3 separate regions of the Sus scrofa genome follow, and all the other regions are linked to region 1. A link is a contact called in public HiChIP or PLAC-seq and promoter capture Hi-C data. All regions are on one chromosome and are shown on one strand. Each heading gives the region's core, a stretch centred on a gene start, on an enhancer-like site or on the middle of the called end of the contact. The rest is flanking DNA. Distances are from core to core; before and after follow the strand shown.

Region 1 (2,700 bases), core at 174-2,673:
GCTTGTGAAACTTAGCTACGTTACAACCCTCCACCCCCAAATGCTGTAAGAAGAGTGTAAACACAGTGCTATGTGTTTAAAAAAATATAAAGAAAAAAGTTTCTGGGCAAATACAAAGGCATGAGGGATTAAATTTGGCTATAGGAACCAGGCAGCCTTCGTGGGAGAGGTGATCTAAGTTGGTCCCTCAAGGCTGAGTAGGATTCTGCAGGCAGAGGAAGCAGAAGGGCACAGACGCGTGAATGCTCAGCATTGCTGAGGATGGCAAGTCGTTTGTGAGACAGGCCTTTGGCGTATTGAGGACATGATGAGATCTGATCAGATCTGTATTTTAAAAAGATAATTCTGATGACCGATGAATGGTGGCCAAGGTTGGGGGAAGCAGGAGGGAGGCAGGGGCAGAAACCTCTTTAGGTCTTAGGATCACATTTTCCATTCTCGCCTATCCCCCATAGTGCCCAGTGTCAAATATTTCACACAGTGGAGGCTCAATGGGGAATTCCCGTTGTGGCTCAGCGGGTTACAAACTCCACTAGGATCCACGAAGATGCAGGTCCAGACTCTGGCCTTGCTCAGTGGATTAAGGATCTGGCTGTGCAGTGAGCTGTGGCATGGGTCGAAGATGTGGCTCAGATCTTGCATTGCTGTGGCTGGGTGTGGACCAGAAGATACAGCTCTGATTCAACTCCTAGCCTGGGAACTTCCATATGCCGCAGGTGCAGCCCTAAAAAGAAAAAGAAAAAAAAAAAAAAAGAGTGGGGGAAACTCAATAGATAAACATTACTGACTGACAGAAGTTTTTTTGTTATGTTGGAGTGGAGAAAGGAAAGAACAGGAGGAAAAAAGCAAACAGAGGAAAATCTCTCAGAGGAAACTGGACAAGAGGAGAGGAAGGAAACGGGGTTAGAGCTTGTTTTCTAGCTTCCGTTCCACCCACTCTGTGGAAAAACGCCCATTACTGGTCCAAAATTGATGTTTGTTTGTTTCCTCGAAATTTCCCCAATCATGTCCTATCATCAATCATCTCTTGAATTAACTGCTAGTTTTACTTCCTCGCTTGAATGTTAGACATCTTTGGTTTAGGTAGGAGGGCCATCCGGCATACCACCTGGTCCAATCCAGAGAAACATCTACGACAAAATAACTAGGTAATACAAAAAAGCAAATTATAACAACCGCAAAAATTATCTCAGTAGCAGAATACAACCTAGGTGTAATTATCTCTTAGTATTGAAATGAACGAGGACAAGCAAACAGGTAACCTTAAAGCAGTGGCTCTGAAACTCCAGGGAGGGTAAGGATTACTGGCGTCCAGCTGAGGGATAAGGCTGCTCTGGTCCCTCTTAAAGAAAGAACCTGCCATTTAAAAGCAAAGAGTATGGTTAGAGGACATCCCCAACGTCAGCTGATTCAGAGTTTGCTTTGGTTTTTAAGCCAAAGTCCTGCCTTTCTTGGGGTGGCAGCTGACCAATGACTGAACACCATAGGGTTACATGGGGCTTAACCATTTCCTGCCCAATGTGGGATTCCAAGCTTCCTGCTGGGTTGGGTCTGCACTGCAGTCTGGTTGCCCCTTCTGCCTGGTTCTGCTTCCTCTCTTTTTCTTTCACACGTATTACTCCCTGACATGGCTGCAACGAACTTGGGCAAGGTTGTACCTGAACTTCATAAGCTGCTTTGCAGAAGAAAAAAAAAAAAAGCTCCATTATTCAGTCACCCACTGGGACTCAAACACATTTTCCAGTTCTACTGCAAGACTTCAAAAGGTGTTTGTTTTAATGAACATGAACAATTTGGAATGATTTCTCTGGAAAGATGAAAGAAACAGGGAGTATGCCAGCTCCTGTAGAAAGTCTGTCCTTAAAATGAAAGCATGGGGGCACTCTGGAGCTTAGCGCACGCAGCCCAGTCCATGTAAAGGAAGGTAGGGAGTTGCAGCAGCTGGACACTTTTTTGCACATGGACACATGGGCCTATTCTGCAACGGACACTTGGACACGGATATGTTTTGCACACTGGACACACTGCACGTGGACATACAGGCACAATTTGCATGTGCAACACATTTTGCACACAGATGCATGTTTTGCACAAGGGCACTTGCGCACATGGTCACATGTTCTGCACACTGGCACACGGACACCCTGTGTACATGGTCACACGCGCATGTTTTGCATGAGGAAATATTTTGCTCCTGGATGCATGGACGTTTTGCACACAGACACCATCTGCACATGGACACACCTCAGGTTTGCAAAAAGAACATATACTTTGCGCGCGAACGCTTTTGCCCAGCACATTCAGCGATCGCGGAATGGGACGCAGGTGGACGCGGCGCGGCGCTGGCCTGGAGCCCAGGGAGCCGCGCGGGCGGGAAGGAAACTACAAGTCCCAGCGCGCGGCCACCTTGAGCCGACGCGCGGTGGCGCCGATTGGCCCCGCCCAGCGGGCGGCGCGGTCCCGGCCCAAGTCCAGGCTCAGGTCCCGTCGGTGCCGGTGGCCGGGCGGCGGAACCGGGGCGCGCGGGAGCCGGCGGCATGGAGCCCCGCACCGCGGACGGCTGCTTCCTGGGCGACGTGGGTATGTGCGGGGCTCGGGGAGCGTGGGGCCGGCTGTGGGGACCGAAGGGCGCCCCTGGCTGCATTCGCCCGGAGCGGTGACGCGCCCGGCTCTGAGGTGTCGCCAGGGGCGTCCGATTGG
Region 2 (2,700 bases), core at 32-2,531, 160 kb after region 1:
TATTTAAGGCTGTGTTGCTAAAAACCCGGGAACACTCCTAGTGTTTTTAATCTTTGAATAAAGGTATGCCAGAAGCATGGCCAGTGTCTGATACCAAACAAAAAGACTAATTCTTGATGGTGCAGAAAATGATCTGTTTTAGTATTTACACCCATGACCACTTCTGAGAAAACTGAAACACATACACAAAAGCCAAGGCCAAACACACACAAAAACAAAACCCAAGCCAAATCACACCAAATGAAAGCCTACCTTCTAAAGATGGCAGCTAGTTTAACGACCAAAAGGTGTGTGCGCGACGCAGGGCTCTACCAAGACGGAGGATACACTGCCCTTACCAAGCACCAAGACAGTGTACACCACCGACATCTACCGTGGTGCACTGCAGAAACAATGCCCAGAGTCCCGCATCGACAATCAGAAGTAAATAAAATGGCATAAACGCCACTTATTTTGGTAAAGGTTCATAAAGACTTTAAAAAAGTATAATGGCTTCAGGTACTTGAAGGAAGGAAGGCAGGAGTGTCTGAATAATGACTCACTGGCTTAAATACTTTAACATGGTTTTCTTTCTGAAGAACAAAAGTCTCACATGAGGAATTTATTAGATGTGGAAAGAAAATTAAAAGTGAACACCAGGTCGGAGGGCTTTTTGTTCGCTAGCATGCACTTGCAAGGGAGGGTTTCTTATTTTCCTCTTACTCCACAAGGCAGCTCCTAAGACTTAACAGGTAATACACATAAATGCAGCTCAAGCAAACAACCCACCCCCGCAACCCAAATAAACAGCTGTAATAAGCAACAGAAATCTAACCAAATTGAACAGCATATATATTTAAAATCTTTCCTCTGTGTAAAAGTTTGTGTACACTCAAGCTATGCTATGTATAAATTTAATCTGTAGCATAGTCCCGAAACACATTTCAAACCCGCCTGTAAATCGAGGTCATACACTGCAATATTCGGTACGATCCAAGGTTACGTTTAAAATTCTACTGTCATAGCGGGTCAAAGCCGTCCCGGTCCCAGGGACCTAGAGGGCACGCCTTCGGCTTTGCTCTGCAGCCTTACCTCTTGCTCCCGGAAGGACTGACTGTTAACATCCAGGACTCGTATAGTCCTCTTAATAGGCAGGAGACCCCCGACCTCGTCATGCGCCACCATGCTTCCCGTCCCCGGCAGCCCTCGGACTGAGCCCGCCGAGTCGGCCCTGCAGGACGCCCCCCGCTCCCGTGGGCGCTCAGCCGTCCCAGGCAGCCATTTGCCCGCCTCCCCGGCGGCGCGGCTTCTGCGGGCGGCCGAGGATCCCGCAGCCCTCCAGGCTCCGTGGGCGGGGCCGGGCGCCGGCTCCGGGGGCGGCACCTGAGGCCACGTGACTGCTAACTGACAGCCCGGCACACCTAGGCCTCTGGCTGGCTCGCTGCGAGGGAGAGAGAAAGCTCTGAATCCAAGGGTTGGGAATTGGCAGGGTGAGCCCAGAGGGGAAGGGAAACTGGGTTAATGGGAGGCTTTTCCTGATGCAAAAAGCCTTTCCAGAGACCAGCCGATTGCTTATCGAGGTTGCTTGCCCTCCTTAGGACTTAGTTGCAGACAAGGATCCTTTTTCTATAAAACCTGAGTACCTAGAGAGTAGTTTAGTACGGACACCTTGACAACTTTAAGAAAATCGTAAGTCAGAGTTAAATAACGTATACACTAAAGAAAAGCCTAATTATCCAGGGACCTTGCTTTTATCTTACTTAAGTGCAAACATTTTCACAATTGTGAGATTATCCAAGCCTTTACAAACTGGTTCTCACCGTTCTCAAGACCAACAGAGTAAGCACAGTAGGCAGGCTTCAGTTCCCTCTCTTCCTAAAGTAAGTCTTCTGTGGGGCTATGGGCAGCAGTATAATTGAACTACCTCGAATTTTAAAGTTCAGTGTTTCTTACACTTACAGAATATAGATATTTCTTCTATATACGTAAAAAACATGATACCTGTGTAAGAGATTTTTTAATAAGAAATACATAAAAGATGATTTCTTCCCTAAAAATATATAACAGGTTGAAGAGTAAATACTACAGAATAATAGTGGTCAGAGACTATAAGGACAAATAATGTATAAAAAACAATTTACTGAAGTTTGCAGCACAGTGTTACTTCTTGCAGGAAGGACCAATGCTATCCTTCTATAAACACCAGTGTTTAGGATGCATTCAGGATGATATTAATAATCTGACTTTCTATTTTGCAATTTTTGAAAATCACAATAGCCAAGACATGGAAACAACCCTAAGGGTCCACTGACAGATGTATGGGTTCGGAAGATGTGGTATATATACACAATGGAATACTACTCAGCCACGAAAAAGAACAAAATAATGCCATTAGCAGCAGCATGGATGGAACTAGAGACTCCCATATTAAGTCAGAAAGACAAATACTATATGATATGATACCATATGATATGTGAAATCTAATAAATGGCACAATGAGCCTTTCCACAGAAAAAAAAATCATGGACATGGAGAACAGACTTGTGGTTGCCGAGGGGGAGGGGGAGGGAGTGGGATGGACTAGGAATTTGGGGTTAATAGATGCAAACTATTGCCTTTGGAATGGATAAGCAATGAGATCCTGCTCTCTGGCACTGGGAACTATATCTCGTCACTTATGATGGAGCATGATAATGTGAGAAAAAAGAATCTATACGTGTA
Region 3 (2,700 bases), core at 174-2,673, 170 kb before region 1:
CCCCCCCCCCCCAATCATGGTGCCTTATAGGGTTGTTTGTGAACTGGGTGATTAATGTAAAGTGCTTTGTAAACCAGAGTGCAATACCATACGTGAAGCATAATTGTTTCCAGGCCTGGCAAATAGTAGCTGCTCCCATTTTATCTCCAAAGCAACTGAAAACACCCGGAGGGTTGAATGACTAGCACCCAGTAAGATCAGGTAAAAACTCAACAGCTACCCTCAGCTCTCCCATCAACCCACACAGCAGGCTCAGATCTTAATGTACCCTCCACCAGCTCAAGGCCCTTTCACATCGCCTTAATTTTCTCAATGTTCAGGTAAGGGGAAAGGAAGACTGCAAAAAAAAAGGAAGCAAAAGGATACAATAAAATGACTCGCCCAAGGTCAAAACAGCAACGCAGAAGGAAAGGAAATGCTAGCTGGCCAGCAGCGGAGGCCACGTCCCCCGTGACTCCCACAGCCCCGAGCAGCGCCGCACCCCTGCGTCCCGTGAGCCCCTGGACCTCCCCCGCGTGCGCGCCCCACTGCGCCCCTGCACCTCACCGGCAGTCTGCCCGCGCCCCTCCACGCCCCCCGCGGGCAGCTCCATGCCCCAAGGCCAGACCCCGCTAAGGACCCCCAAAGGTTCAGCGTCCACACGGCTTGGCCCCACCCGCGCACCCTGCCACGTCGGCGGCCTCACGCACTATGGCGCTCTGCAACGGGGCTCCTGCCGCCGCCGCCGGGCCAGAGCCCCCCAGGCGTCCCAGTCTCAGCGTCCCCCGGGCAGCGCGAGCCCGAGCAGGCCGCGGACTTCCTCCGCCAGCTCCGCCCCCGCCGCAGCCCCGCGAAGAGCCCGCCGCCGGCGCTGACGGACTGTGCTCCGGACCAATCGAAACGCGTGTGCGGAAGGGGCGCGCTGACAGACTGCCCCAGCGACCAATCGGAACGCGCACTTGCAATAGGGGCGGCTACCGCAAGCGGGCCCCGCCCCGTCCGTGCTTCCTCTAGGGCGGAAGAAACGAGTGGAAACTTTCCCAGAGTTCCTCTGAGCTCCGGGACCCGCGGAAGGGCCGCGTCGGGCGGGGCGGGACTGTGGGCGGAGCGGGGCTGGGGGCGGGAACGTGCGGGCTCCACCCCGTCCCCCGGGGGCCCGCGCTGCCAGGTGATCCCGACTGGCGGCGGCGTCCGCACTCAGACGCTTAGAACCTACCCCGGCCTGCCCCGCTTTCGGGACCCACATTGGTGCGGCCTCCGCGCAGGCCTCTCCGGTCTCCCGGCGGCGGGGTGAACTCGGGCTCAGGGCGGGCGTCCCTCCCGGCAGACGCTGCCGCCACTACCTAGCGTTTTGCTCCGGGGCGAAACCAGGGCGTGCGGCAGGCTCCGAGCGTGCGTTCGCGCGAGCCCGCACGCGTGGTCCGTGGGAGGCAGCGTCCCGGGGGCGGGCCAGGCCGGGGAGGGGGCCGGGATCTGGGCGGGGCCGGGGGAGGGGCCCCGGGGCGAGGGCGGGGCATCCGGAAGAGTGTCCCGGGGAGGGGCGGGGCTGGAGGAGGGTCCTCCGGGCCGTCCCGGCCCGTAGAGGATCTCGGGCCATGGCGGCGTCTGTGGACCCGCGGCGGTTGTACCGGCTGGTGCACGAAGGCCAGCTGTGCGCCCTGCGGGAGGAGCTGCGGGCAGCAGGCCGCGCCGACTGCGCGGGGCCGGCTGGGGACACCCTCCTGCACTGCGCCGCGCGCCACGGCCACCTGGACGTCCTGACCTATCTGGTCGAGGCTTGGGACATGGACATCGAAGCCACCAACCGAGACTACAAGCGGCCGCTGCACGAGGCGGCCTCCATGGGCCACCGGGACTGCGTGCGATACCTGCTGGGCCGGGGAGCAGCGGTCGACTGCCTGAAGAAGGCCGACTGGTAGGTGGCGGGACTTTCGGAGAGACCCGCACCCTTCCCTGCAGGATCGTGAATTCCCACTCCGTCCACACTGTAGTTCCTCAACCTTCCCCTATAGAGAAGAATGACCTACAGCGAACCTTGTCGCTGCCCTTGTGGGGACTGTTGCAGTCTTCTGTTCCAAACTGCCTCCCGTTGCAAAGCACAGGACAGTACAGATGAACAGGTAGAGACAGTCAGTCTACGAATTGTTTGTCCCGCGTGTAGATCGCATGAGCCCCAGGATGCGATGTTCTTCTGGGAACATTTAGCTAAATGATGACTTCACCGATGACATTTTTTTTTTTATTTTGAAATTTGTAGTTCACAGAAAGTTGCAAAGAAAGCTTCTGGAAGTCCCATGCTCCCTTCCCCCAGCTTCCCCCAAAGTTCACATCTTAGAGCCACAGCAGGAAAACAAAAGGAAGAAAGTGACATTGCTACAATCCCTGGACTTCCTCAGAGTTCATCAGTTATCCTTACACTGGAGCACGTGTGGTGCTCTGATTTTTATCACATGTGTAGCCTGGCATGACCACCTCACAGCCGTGAGAGTAACCATCGCACCAAGCAGTCGTGTTGTGTTAGATCCACACTGTTTTCAGTACTCACTGGGTCGGTCTAGCCCCTTAGAGGTTATGAACATCTGATGATTCAAACATGTGAAGCTCCTGCCCTCAAGGGATTCCTGCTCTGATGTAAACAAGAAACATCAGACAGCCATATGGCTAAATAAAGGGCACCTTGCCCACTGGTGAGGGGAGAGGCCTGGGATGTTTGGAGGTTTG

Evidence for each region. Promoter capture Hi-C pulls out the DNA fragments that hold promoters and counts their contacts. HiChIP or PLAC-seq counts read pairs in DNA pulled down with a chosen protein or histone mark.
Region 2: a contact with region 1 is called in a promoter capture Hi-C map of fetal skeletal muscle, with 6 times the contacts expected there. The contact joins the promoter of NET1 here to the promoter of ASB13 in region 1. A contact is called at or near these places in 3 of 5 promoter capture datasets (fetal liver, fetal skeletal muscle and liver), 1 of 47 Hi-C or Micro-C datasets (embryonic fibroblasts) and 1 of 2 datasets of contacts at active chromatin or transcription factors (skeletal muscle).
Region 3: an H3K27ac HiChIP or PLAC-seq map of alveolar macrophages shows a contact between it and region 1. The contact joins the promoter of FBXO18 here to the promoter of ASB13 in region 1. A contact is called at or near these places in 3 of 5 promoter capture datasets (fetal liver, fetal skeletal muscle and liver), 4 of 47 Hi-C or Micro-C datasets (blood, epiblast stem cells and liver) and 1 of 2 datasets of contacts at active chromatin or transcription factors (alveolar macrophages).

Annotation. Positions count from the first base shown.
Region 1 is chr10:65,273,053-65,275,752 of Sscrofa11.1, forward strand. It overlaps ASB13 (ankyrin repeat and SOCS box protein 13), which reads left to right and starts at 1,424. Exons shown (of 8, transcript XR_002336428.1): 1 at 1,424-2,580.
Region 2 is chr10:65,437,065-65,439,764 of Sscrofa11.1, forward strand. NET1 (neuroepithelial cell-transforming gene 1 protein) reads right to left here and starts at 1,282. Exons shown (of 11, transcript XM_003130825.6): 1 at 1,072-1,282. The coding sequence starts at 1,164.
Region 3 is chr10:65,107,552-65,110,251 of Sscrofa11.1, forward strand. FBXO18 (F-box DNA helicase 1) reads right to left here and starts at 1,424. Exons shown (of 20, transcript XM_021065040.1): 1 at 1,196-1,424. ANKRD16 (ankyrin repeat domain-containing protein 16) reads left to right here and starts at 1,492. Exons shown (of 7, transcript XM_005668213.3): 1 at 1,492-1,894. The coding sequence starts at 1,575.